Linked DNA regions of Gossypium hirsutum: region 2 is linked to region 1. Evidence: chromatin contacts called from public Hi-C data. All regions are on one chromosome and are shown on one strand. The core of a region is the stretch at or near the end of the contact, and the rest is flanking DNA. Distances in the headings are between cores, read along the strand shown. Region 1 holds the start of LOC107948222 (histone-lysine N-methyltransferase ATXR7). Region 2 holds the start of LOC107910619 (phosphatidylinositol-3-phosphatase SAC1).

The links. Hi-C and Micro-C count contacts between places; a contact is called where the count stands out from the background.
Region 2: a Hi-C map of leaf shows a contact between it and region 1, with 2.7 times the contacts expected there. The contact joins the promoter of LOC107910619 here to the promoter of LOC107948222 in region 1. A contact is called at or near these places in 14 of 34 Hi-C or Micro-C datasets (anther, callus, fibers and 4 more).

What each region holds. Positions count from the first base shown.
Region 1 is chrD02:24,804,455-24,809,534 of Gossypium_hirsutum_v2.1, forward strand. LOC107948222 (histone-lysine N-methyltransferase ATXR7) reads right to left here and starts at 2,131. Exons shown (of 20, transcript XM_041088689.1): 1 at 1,712-2,131; 2 at 1,402-1,516; 3 at 864-1,323; 4 at 667-783; 5 at 185-481; 6 at 1-99. The coding sequence starts at 1,715.
Region 2 is chrD02:25,013,965-25,019,044 of Gossypium_hirsutum_v2.1, forward strand. It overlaps LOC107910619 (phosphatidylinositol-3-phosphatase SAC1), which reads left to right and starts at 2,207. Exons shown (of 15, transcript XM_016838526.2): 1 at 2,207-2,452; 2 at 2,972-3,176; 3 at 3,270-3,435; 4 at 4,791-5,013. The coding sequence starts at 2,324.

The DNA of each region.
Region 1 (5,080 bases), core at 881-3,380:
ATGTGTAGATTCTTGGATGGAAAAATTAGATACACCATCGGAGGTCGCTGTGCCAAACTTGGAAGTACAATGTATACTTCTTTCCATGGTATTTTTAATCTGTATGGCAAAGGAGCTTCAGATTTTAAGAAAAATAAACATAAGTTTTTTCTTTCTTTTTTTTTTGAGTGATTGCATACATTACCAGTTTCCCATCAGAACTTTTAGCATCCTGGTTGTATGATTCAACCATTAGAGGTCTCTGAGATTTTTTTGCAGCAACAAACTCTGAGATCATAGTGCTGATTATTTCATCTAGCATAACCCTACGAGCTGCTTTCATAATTCGAGAATGCAGATCAGAAGAAACTTCTTCAGAAATTGCCGATATGAAGTTCACTGATAACTCCTGTTCATTTTCAGCAACACACTGACCACCTTTCCAAGCATTTAAAACAGACAGCAATTGGGTGGGGCGAAACCTGTCATCAGCATGATAAATCTGCAAGACAATAAATTAAAAGAAAAGGATATAAGAAGCAAGACTCAGTAAAGCTTAGATACATCATGCCAGCCACAATACCTACACAAGTTTCGAAAGAGTTCATAGGACCCTACAGTTGATACAAATGAACAGTTCCTGCAGTGATGAATCATGACTTGAGAATTTCAAGGCTTACGGCTTACCATAATGGAATCTGCAAGATACCCACAGCGATGCCAGGAATACAATTGTAAAAGAGAATGGGGCCCATGTTTCCTACTCTCATCATCTTCAAACAACCAACATTCATCTTCACCTGACTGGAACAAAAAAGGTGAAAATCATCCAAAGGCACCTTAGGAGAAAAAGGGGAAACCAGAGGGGGGGGGGACAATAATACCTGCAATACAAAGCTAAATGCTTCGGAACTTACATTGCAGTTGAATTGAGAAGGCGAAGGGGAAGGAGTGTGTTGGACATTTGTAAATGAAGATTTTAAATAATTGGAAGCTGTGGGTGAAGTGAGATATATAAACCCAGTAGCAACATGATCAGGGAACTGCCTAAAGTACTTTAGGGGAACAGGATTGATCAAAGCCCCATTGACTACAGGATAAACAGGGAGCTCATCCGGCAGGAAACCAGTAGACAAGCCTTCGTATAACTGCTGCTGGATATAAGGACCACACATCTGGCCGTGTTCATTGACATACATCCATCCACTCACATACGAAGAAGATGATGGCGCATAGCTAGAGTAACTCTTGTCGCATGAAGATCCACCGCCGTTACAAGATTGAGAAATACCACTGCTATTTCCATTAGACTGGCAACTCATCTCCGTTGCAGATTGTTCGTCACTGTCAAATCATGAATACGATTAAAAAAATGTAAATAAGAGCGTCATCAACCAAAAAACCGTATATTAATAATTATACCCGCGATTTGAAGATGCAAAATCAGCAGAGAGATCCGAAACTTTAAGGCGCTTTCTGGAAAAATTAGGGTGATCATATTCGTCAATAGGGGATGTTGAGGAAACCATGGGCAGACCTGAATCAAAATTCAAATCTAACTAACCTCAATTCTCATAAATGTATTATTACCTAATAAAAAAAGAAAACTGATCTAATTATGTTGCATCTGCGAATAGTAGCGCCCAAATTTCCAAGATGAAAGAAAAAGGCATATATCATAGTAATCTATTATCCGTACACATACATACACAGTTGAAACTCTATTGCATACCCATCCAATCCAATCCAATGCAATGCAATCCAATCCTCACGGTAATCTGCAAAACTCTGCCGGTAGTTGGTTCCAAATCCAATAGAGTAGTACGGATTTCGATAGAAAGAAATTTTCCCAATTAGGGGAAACCACCGGCTCTTGTATTCACGACTAATTTGGCCTCTTCCTATTGTAGTTTCTTTTTTCTTTCTTTTCTGGGGTTTACAAAATTACAAAGTAGACGAAAGCAAAATTAAGTTCACCTCTCTCCCTCCCTCCCTCTACCTCCCTCTACCTCCCTCTCTCTCTCTCTCTCTCTCTCTCTCTCTCTCTCTCATAAGTGAGTCTCACTTCTGACTCGCTCCGCTCCTTGAGCTTTTTTGTATTTATTGTTCTTCATATATGGCAGTGGCATTCGCAATCGTGTGAGATGCCGGCTGCTATTTCCCTATTTTAATTTCAAGCCATTTTTCTTCGTCTTTTATTCTTGGGTTTATTTCAGGCCTCTCCCTCTCATTTATTGGGCTCGCTTTTGGCCGATGAATGGATATATGAACTTTGAAGCAATACGATTACATCAAAAGTCAATAATCCACGCAATTATGGAGTTGAAATTATTAAAAGAAATAGTTACAAATCTCAAAAATAAAATTTAAAATAAATATGGAAGTACTGATCAAGCGAAATATTTGTGAAGTTGTGAATTTCCCTTCAACGTTCTGGTTTATTTATAGTTAAAAGGAGTATGTGAGGAGTTATAGGGAAATTTAATGAATGGTAGGGAACCATTGAAGTCCATCAATGTATGAAGGGAGAATCCTTTAATATTGCCAAAGTGGGAATAGTTGCCAAGTGTTACCCATCAGGCTGTAGCCCTCATAAAGGTAGAGCTAGCCCTAGTTCTACTCAATTATAGCCCTTTTCGAGTAAGGCTGATAAGTTTTTGTTATCATTAGAGTAGAGCTCTTGTGTAACACTCTAACTCATATCCGTCGCCGAAACAGGGTTACAGAGCATTACCGGAGTTTATGGAATAATTACAGTAAATTAATGTTACTTACTATTCATACCCAAAACCAAACATTTTCAATCATATCGTCCCTTGAATGGGCCCTCGAGGCCCAAAATGTGCGTTAAAATCAAGTTGGGACTAAACCGGGAACTCATAAAATTTTTCGTGAAATTTTAAAATTTTTCTTAGGTGCAGGGGACACACGCCCGTGTGGCCAGGCCGTGTGGCTCACACGGCCAAGTGACACGCCCATGTCCTAGGCCGTGTGTGCATTCGATGTGAGACACACGACCATGTCCCAGCCCATGTCGATACCCGTGTAACTCTTTAATTTGGGTGACACAGCCAACCACACACCCGTGTGCTAGGCCGTGTGGACAATTAATTTTCAAAAATTAAATGCAGGGGACACACGGCTAAACCACACGTCCGTGCGCATGGTCATGTGTCACACACGACTGAGACACTCGTCCATGTCTCTGCCCGTGTGGACAAAAAATAGGTCATTTTCAGGCCACTTTTCTCACCCAATTTGCCTTTCACCTACAGCATCATCTAAACAATTCACAAGCCAATTCATAACCCTCAAATTAATGTCAATACCAAGTTTTATACATGACATATTATGTGCAAGTGTTTAAACTTACCAAAAACACATTTATGCTTATAAGCATACTTTATCAATTATGCTAATTCAAAACCATTCATCAATAGGTTTGTATGCTCCCCATCATCTCACCATTTTATCACACATCAAACTTGATAAAGCTTTATATAATTTCATCAAAATATGTCTTACACTAGCCATTCCAATGGCTAGTTACAACCAAAATATTTCATCATTATGCCTAACTTAGCTTATACATGCCATTATACCAAAAGTTAGCTTACTTTATATACCAAGAAGTCCAAGGGATAGTGTGATGTGTCTCCGACCAAGTTCTAACCTCCATGAGCTTCCGAGTACTATAAAACAAAGAAAAGAAAAACCGAGTAAGCATTTAATACTTAGTAAGTTCGTATAACTGGAAATTTAACTTACCATTCATTTTCACTAAAGTAAACATACAAAATGCATCCAAGAAATTTGGCTGATAGCCTAAACACCCAACTTTATCAAACATGTTAGTCATTGTAATTCACACAATTGTCAAGAAATATGGATGAGCTCATCATATAATAACTTTCATATCCATATACTTTTCTTATCATATTTCTATATAACATGTACATTTCATAACAAATCGTCTCAAGTTTAGTTTAGCCCATATCGGAACTTTACCCGTTAAATTTATTTGAAATATCGATGGACACGCATGTAGTACACTTAAAGTTTAAAAAACTGTAATCCGTCAATTCATATTCAGGGGTACTCATTAGAGAACAAAATCAAGAAGCACTCTCTCGAGCCATATAACAGGAAGCTCATGTGAGCCATATAACAGGAAGCTCATGTGAGCCATGTAACAAGAAGCTTATCCGGTCTATAACAGGAAACTCATAAGAGTTTAAAACAGAAAGCTAATGTGAGCTTAACAGGCAACCCCGAAGAGCTATTATTAGGAAGCTTCGGATAGCCATATATTAGGAAGTTCAGGCGAGCCATATCAGGAAGCTCATTAAGAGCCATATATCGGGACACTCATAAAGAGTTGCAGTATGTCCGCAACACATGCAGGACCAATACTGATCGGAATGCTCACATGAACTGGAACCATGTAACGGGAAGCTCAAGAGGGCTTATAACAGGGTGCTCTTTCGAGCTATGGAGTGTCCGCAACATATGCAGGACCACAACCAATATGGGAAATCGTGTATCATTCGAATTTCATTTATTCAAACAGGGACTTATTACTTATCGGGCTATTGGACATGTGATTAATTTCATACATAAGACATTTAGACAATTCACATATACAACATTCAATTCAAACATATTAATATACATAATTTAGTTACACGAACTTACCTCGTCATTTGCTCGTATACGGAAATCTACTAATTCGATACTTTTTGTTTTCCTCGATCCAATTTCGTACTAGGCCTATCCGGATCTATTCGAGTAAATTTAACTCAATTTAATGAAATTCATATTCAATTCAATCAAATTCACATTTTAGGAAAAAGTACCATTTTGCCCCTATACTTTTAATTAATTTTAATTTCATCCCTAGGCTTGGAAAAATGAAATTCATGCATTTTAATCCTTATTCCAAGCCTAGCCAAATTTTTCATATAAGAATAACAGTCCATGTATTTCACAAAAATTATAAATTTTCCATAAATTTTACATCTTTTCAATTTAGTCCCTAAATCACAATTTCATAAAAATTTCCTTTACAAAAGTTGTTTATCTATCAATAACCTTTCATTTT
Region 2 (5,080 bases), core at 957-3,456, 210 kb after region 1:
AGCCCATTTGGCAATGATTCCGAGTACATGAGCACTGTAGGTACCTTACGATACATTGTTATTACTCGACCAGAAATTGTTTTGTTGTTAACAAGGTATATTAGTTCATGCATAAGCCACTTGATGAACATTTTAAAGTAATCGAAAGGATCCTAAAACATCTACAAGGAACTTTGGATTATGGTATCTCTTTCAAGGCTGCCTCTCGATTATCTCTAGTTAGATATTCTGATGCCAATTGGGGAACTGGTTTGGATGACATGTGTTCCACAATAGGATTTTGTGTTTTTCTAGGAGGCAATCCTGTGTTATGGGGTTCAAAGAAGCAACATGTGGTCTTTCGTTCCACTGCTGAGAGTATCTGGTTAAAATCATTGTTGGTTGAGTTAAAGGTAAGAATTGAAGGCCAAACTGTTGTGGGTGTGATAATTCAAATGCATTAGTTGTTTTAGCCAATCTAATAATGCATTCCAAGTTCAAATGTGTAGAACTAGACTTGTTCTTTGTTAAAGAGAAAGTGACAACAAGCAAATTGATGGTTGGTCATGTTCTAAAACAGGATCAGATTGGAGATGAGTTTACCAAACCTCTATCAGCACCTTTTTTCAACAAGTTTAGGTTCAACCTTGGTGTTGTTAGCAAGTATGAACAACAACAATAGCAACAACAACAGCAGCAGCAGCAGCAGCAGCAGCAACAACAACAACAACAACAACAACAACAACAATAAGAAGTCACTAGGAGGACTAGTAGATGGGTGAATATTAAGGTATGAAGTAGTGTGTTGCTGGTGTTATAGTTGCTAGTTAGGTAAGTTAGGTAATTCTGTTAGTAGTTGCAATTAGTTAAGTCAGTTAGTTCAATGTAGTCTGTTTCAATTTCAGTTAATGTATCGGCTAAGAATCAGTTAGGATGATTGTTAGACTGACTTTCTTGATTGGTTCATTAGCTACTCTCTTGTATAAATGTGAGGCTTAGGGCCGGTTCTTCATTGCTTAAAAAAAACACTTCTAACTCCAAAAGCACTTTTGGAAGAAAAGCTGTGCAGAACAAGCTGCTTTTGGCTGAAATTTTTAGCTTTTTAGAAGTGCTTTTCAAAAGCACTTCTGAAAAGGAGAAGCTAAAAATTTTAGCTTTTCCTCTCCCAAAGCATTTTTGGTGTTTAATTACTTTTTCATCCCTCCAATAACATAGTACTTTCCTTTTTTTTTCTTGGTGCTTAATTACAAATGTGTTAAATCATTAATTAAAAATAAAAAATATTTTTTAAAATACTAATTACAAATATTTAATGGTTATATTTAAATATTTAAAATATAATTTATATATTCTAATTAAATTTTATAAATAATTAATATTTATTGCTTAAAAATATTTAAAATTTATATTTCATATATTAAAATATTAACAACAAGTTATAATAATTTTTTATATTCTTACTAAACTATAATAATATTAACTAATTTAAATATTATTTAAATGCATATTTGTTACTTGATAATAACATATCTAAAATGAACATTTTATTTCTCAAAAGTATTTTTTGACAGCAATGCTAAACACTCAAATTTTAAACCAAACTTTTCAAAAATACTTTTTCACTGCACTTTTCAAAAACAATGAAGAACTGGCCATTTCCTATTGGGATTATTAGAGCTTTTGATATAAAATAAGTACTCTTTTTCCGTCTTTTTGATTTTCTTTGTGTATTCAAACACCCAATCTACTATTATAATATTTATATTTTAAAAATATTTTTTATTTAAATTTAGTCTAATATCAATTATCATATTTTTAAAATTAAACTTATATATTATTATGCTTTAGTTTCATTGATACGTTACAAAAATTTATGAAAAATTATAAAAAATAATTAAATATAATTTAATTAATGAATACAATTAATATATGCATCGTAGATCAAAGAAGAAGAAGCTATTATATGCATACAAATAAAAGATGCCAAATTATATTTCTATTAACTATTTAACCGTGGGTAACTAAAAAATGATAAAATTAAATAGTTGAATAATTATTTTATAACTTTTTAAAATTGAGTAAAAGAAAATTTAATAATAGCTGAGTAAATTTCTGTATAATTTACCCTAATTTGTAAGTTACTTCAATGGCACCACGTGGCCGAAGCCAACCAGTGGGCTAGGAATCGAATAGGCAAAGACTATATAGCCAAAGCCAACTCAGTTAAAGAGTCCCAGAAATCCAAATTGTTTTAATCGTCAAAGAAAACTAACTAGAAAACCAAAACCAGATGTCCAAGACACAACGCATAGATTGAATTGAGTCCCAAAATTTTACCACCAAAATGGCAAAATTGGAGAATTTGAAAACCAATTTGTCTCTTCCATACGCTAAGATCCATCCTTCCATTGATCCGGAGGGCGATCCCAATTCCTATTCTCTTGAGAAGTTCCGGCTTTACGAAACCCGAGCGGTAACAGTCCTTTCTTTTCTGTTTTTGTTCTCATGGCAAAATCATACAGTTCTCTTAATTTTAGCAACAAGGAAGAGAATGCTTTAAATTATTATTTATTGTTCATTTTTGCATAAGGTTAATTGCCGTGTAATTGTTCTTGAATTGGTATCCTTTTAAGATAAAAAGATGGAAAAAAGTGGAAATTAGGGTTTGGTATTCGATTCTCAAGTTTTCTGCTTACTGCGGGAGAAAAAAGGAGAAATTTCGAGCAGAAGAAACTAAAATCACAATACTAAAAAATAAAAAAAGTGAAAGAAGTAAAGAATTTCTCTTAAATCTGAAGCGACTAAAATTATTATATTGGCTGTATTAAATGGAAATTGATTACCAAGGAATCTTGAGGCTGCTGTTTGGTCGCTCTGAAAATTGCAATCTGGGTAATTAGATTACTTTTATGTATGATTTTAATCTTGTTTTGTTCAGGATTGGGTTTTTTTTTTCCTCAAAAGAGTATTTTTTTCTGGTTTCTTTAAACAGAGGTATTATTTAATTGGGAGTGATAGGAACAAGAAATTCTTTCGGGTCTTGAAAATTGATAGATCTGAACCATCTGATCTTAATATCAGTGAAGACCCAGTGCTTTATTCACCACAAGAGATCAAAAACTTGCTTCAGCGGATTGCTGAAGGAAATCGTGCCACTGGGGGCTTAAACTTTGTGGCAAAAGTTTTCGGGATTGTGGGTTAGTGACAATTTACTCTCTCTTGTTTTGTTTTTGAGGTATTGAAGGAATTGCTTCTATTAAACTCAGTACAATGTGTCTGGATCTTTTTAGGTTGCATCAAGTTTTTGGAATCATACTACTTGATTCTGGTTACAAAGCGACAGCAAATTGGTAGTATATGTGGTCATGCAATATATAGCATAGATGAGAGTCAGTTGATCACAGTTCCTCATGTTTCTGTTCAATCCGACATAGCGCATTCTAAAACTGAGCTGAGGTATCTCCTTTACTTTGTAAGCTTCATAGTTAGTTTTAGGGTTTGGTGAAAATTTCTGGATCTTATTTATTCCTTTTTTTTTAATTCAGTTTGAAACTAGAATTTCTATATCTTTTTGACATTACCTGCATCCAATTTATTCATTTATCTCTCTTGCATTCTTAGAAATATTTTTGTGGAATATGGATGCAATTGGAAAACTAATCTATGTATTGACACTGAAACGTACCATTAGAAATGGTTTTTTTACTATTAGTGGGTTGCTAGGTAGCATTTATAGTTTCTTGGTTTCGTAATGATTACTTTATGGAGATAATGAATTATTTTTGTTACCCTAAGTGGATCAATGGAGAAGTGCTGAGAGTAGAACAGGGAAATCCTCTATCTGCTCTCACTATTTTTGGTTACTGCTAATATAATTAATTTGAATGGAGATCAGTTATGTTGATCTTCTTGAATCAGCCCTCAGGATTTGCTTTATTTGCTTTATAAGAACTCAGAGGTTACAGATATTTGTTAAATGAACATATGCTCCCAGTTTTAAAGATTAGTGATATTCCGATGTTAAACCATATTTAGTGCTATGCGTGTGGAGTCCTGTTTGGAGATTTATTCCTTTTGATAAGATCTTGCTTTCTTTAAAGTAATTATATAACTGCTATCGTGCAAATTTATCCTTATATCTATATCAGAAATGATAGTCATCATTTTAATATATGGTTTCTCTCCGTAACTACATCAGAAAAAGAATGTGAAAACTAAATCATCTTGTAGATATATTATGTTGTAACTTGTAAGCAGTGAGGCAGCAGAAATATGGAAATGCACTATCTCCCCTTTCTATATTTGGTCTCTGCTTATCTACTTTAATTTGAACAGAGAACCAGTGACATTATCTTCTCCAAAGGGCAAAATTACCTTCAAGCCTTGTTTACGTGGCTTTATAAGAACATAGAGCAATTTGTTATGGGAACAGTCTCCCAAGTTTAAAGATATGTAGTTTTCCAATCTTGAATGCCATATAGTGCTGTGTGTGGAGACCTGTTTGGATATTTATCTATTTTAATAAGATCTTGCTTTTGTTTAATACCTTTTAGTAATTGTAAGGGATGCCATGAAAATCAATCCTTATATGTTTATCAACAATTATATTCGCCATTTAGATCTGTGATTTTTGTGAAACTAAATAATATTGTACATACTTTATGTTGTAGGCTTCTCCTTATTCTTTTTTTCTTGTATCCTGCTATTAAGTTTTTCTTCTTACTTTTTACATAATTCTCACTTTCTAATGGAATTAGGGTCTAATTTTAGTAGCTTTTTAATCATTCTTGATCTATTGTTTTTGGTTTCAGGTACAAAAAGCTGCTTTCCAGTGTGGACTTGACCAAAGATTTTTTCTACAGTTATACATATCCCATAATGCAAAGTTTGCAAAAAAATGTTTTAGCCATGGGCGAAGAAAGGATGCCATATGATAACATATTTGTTTGGAATGCCTATCTAACCCAAGCCATACGCTCAAGATGCAGTAACACTATTTGGACAATTGCATTAGTTCATGGGCATTTTAAACAGGTAATTAAAATATTGGCTGCGTATTTTTGCTGCACTGAATACGTTTTATTCATTTTCATTTTGTAGA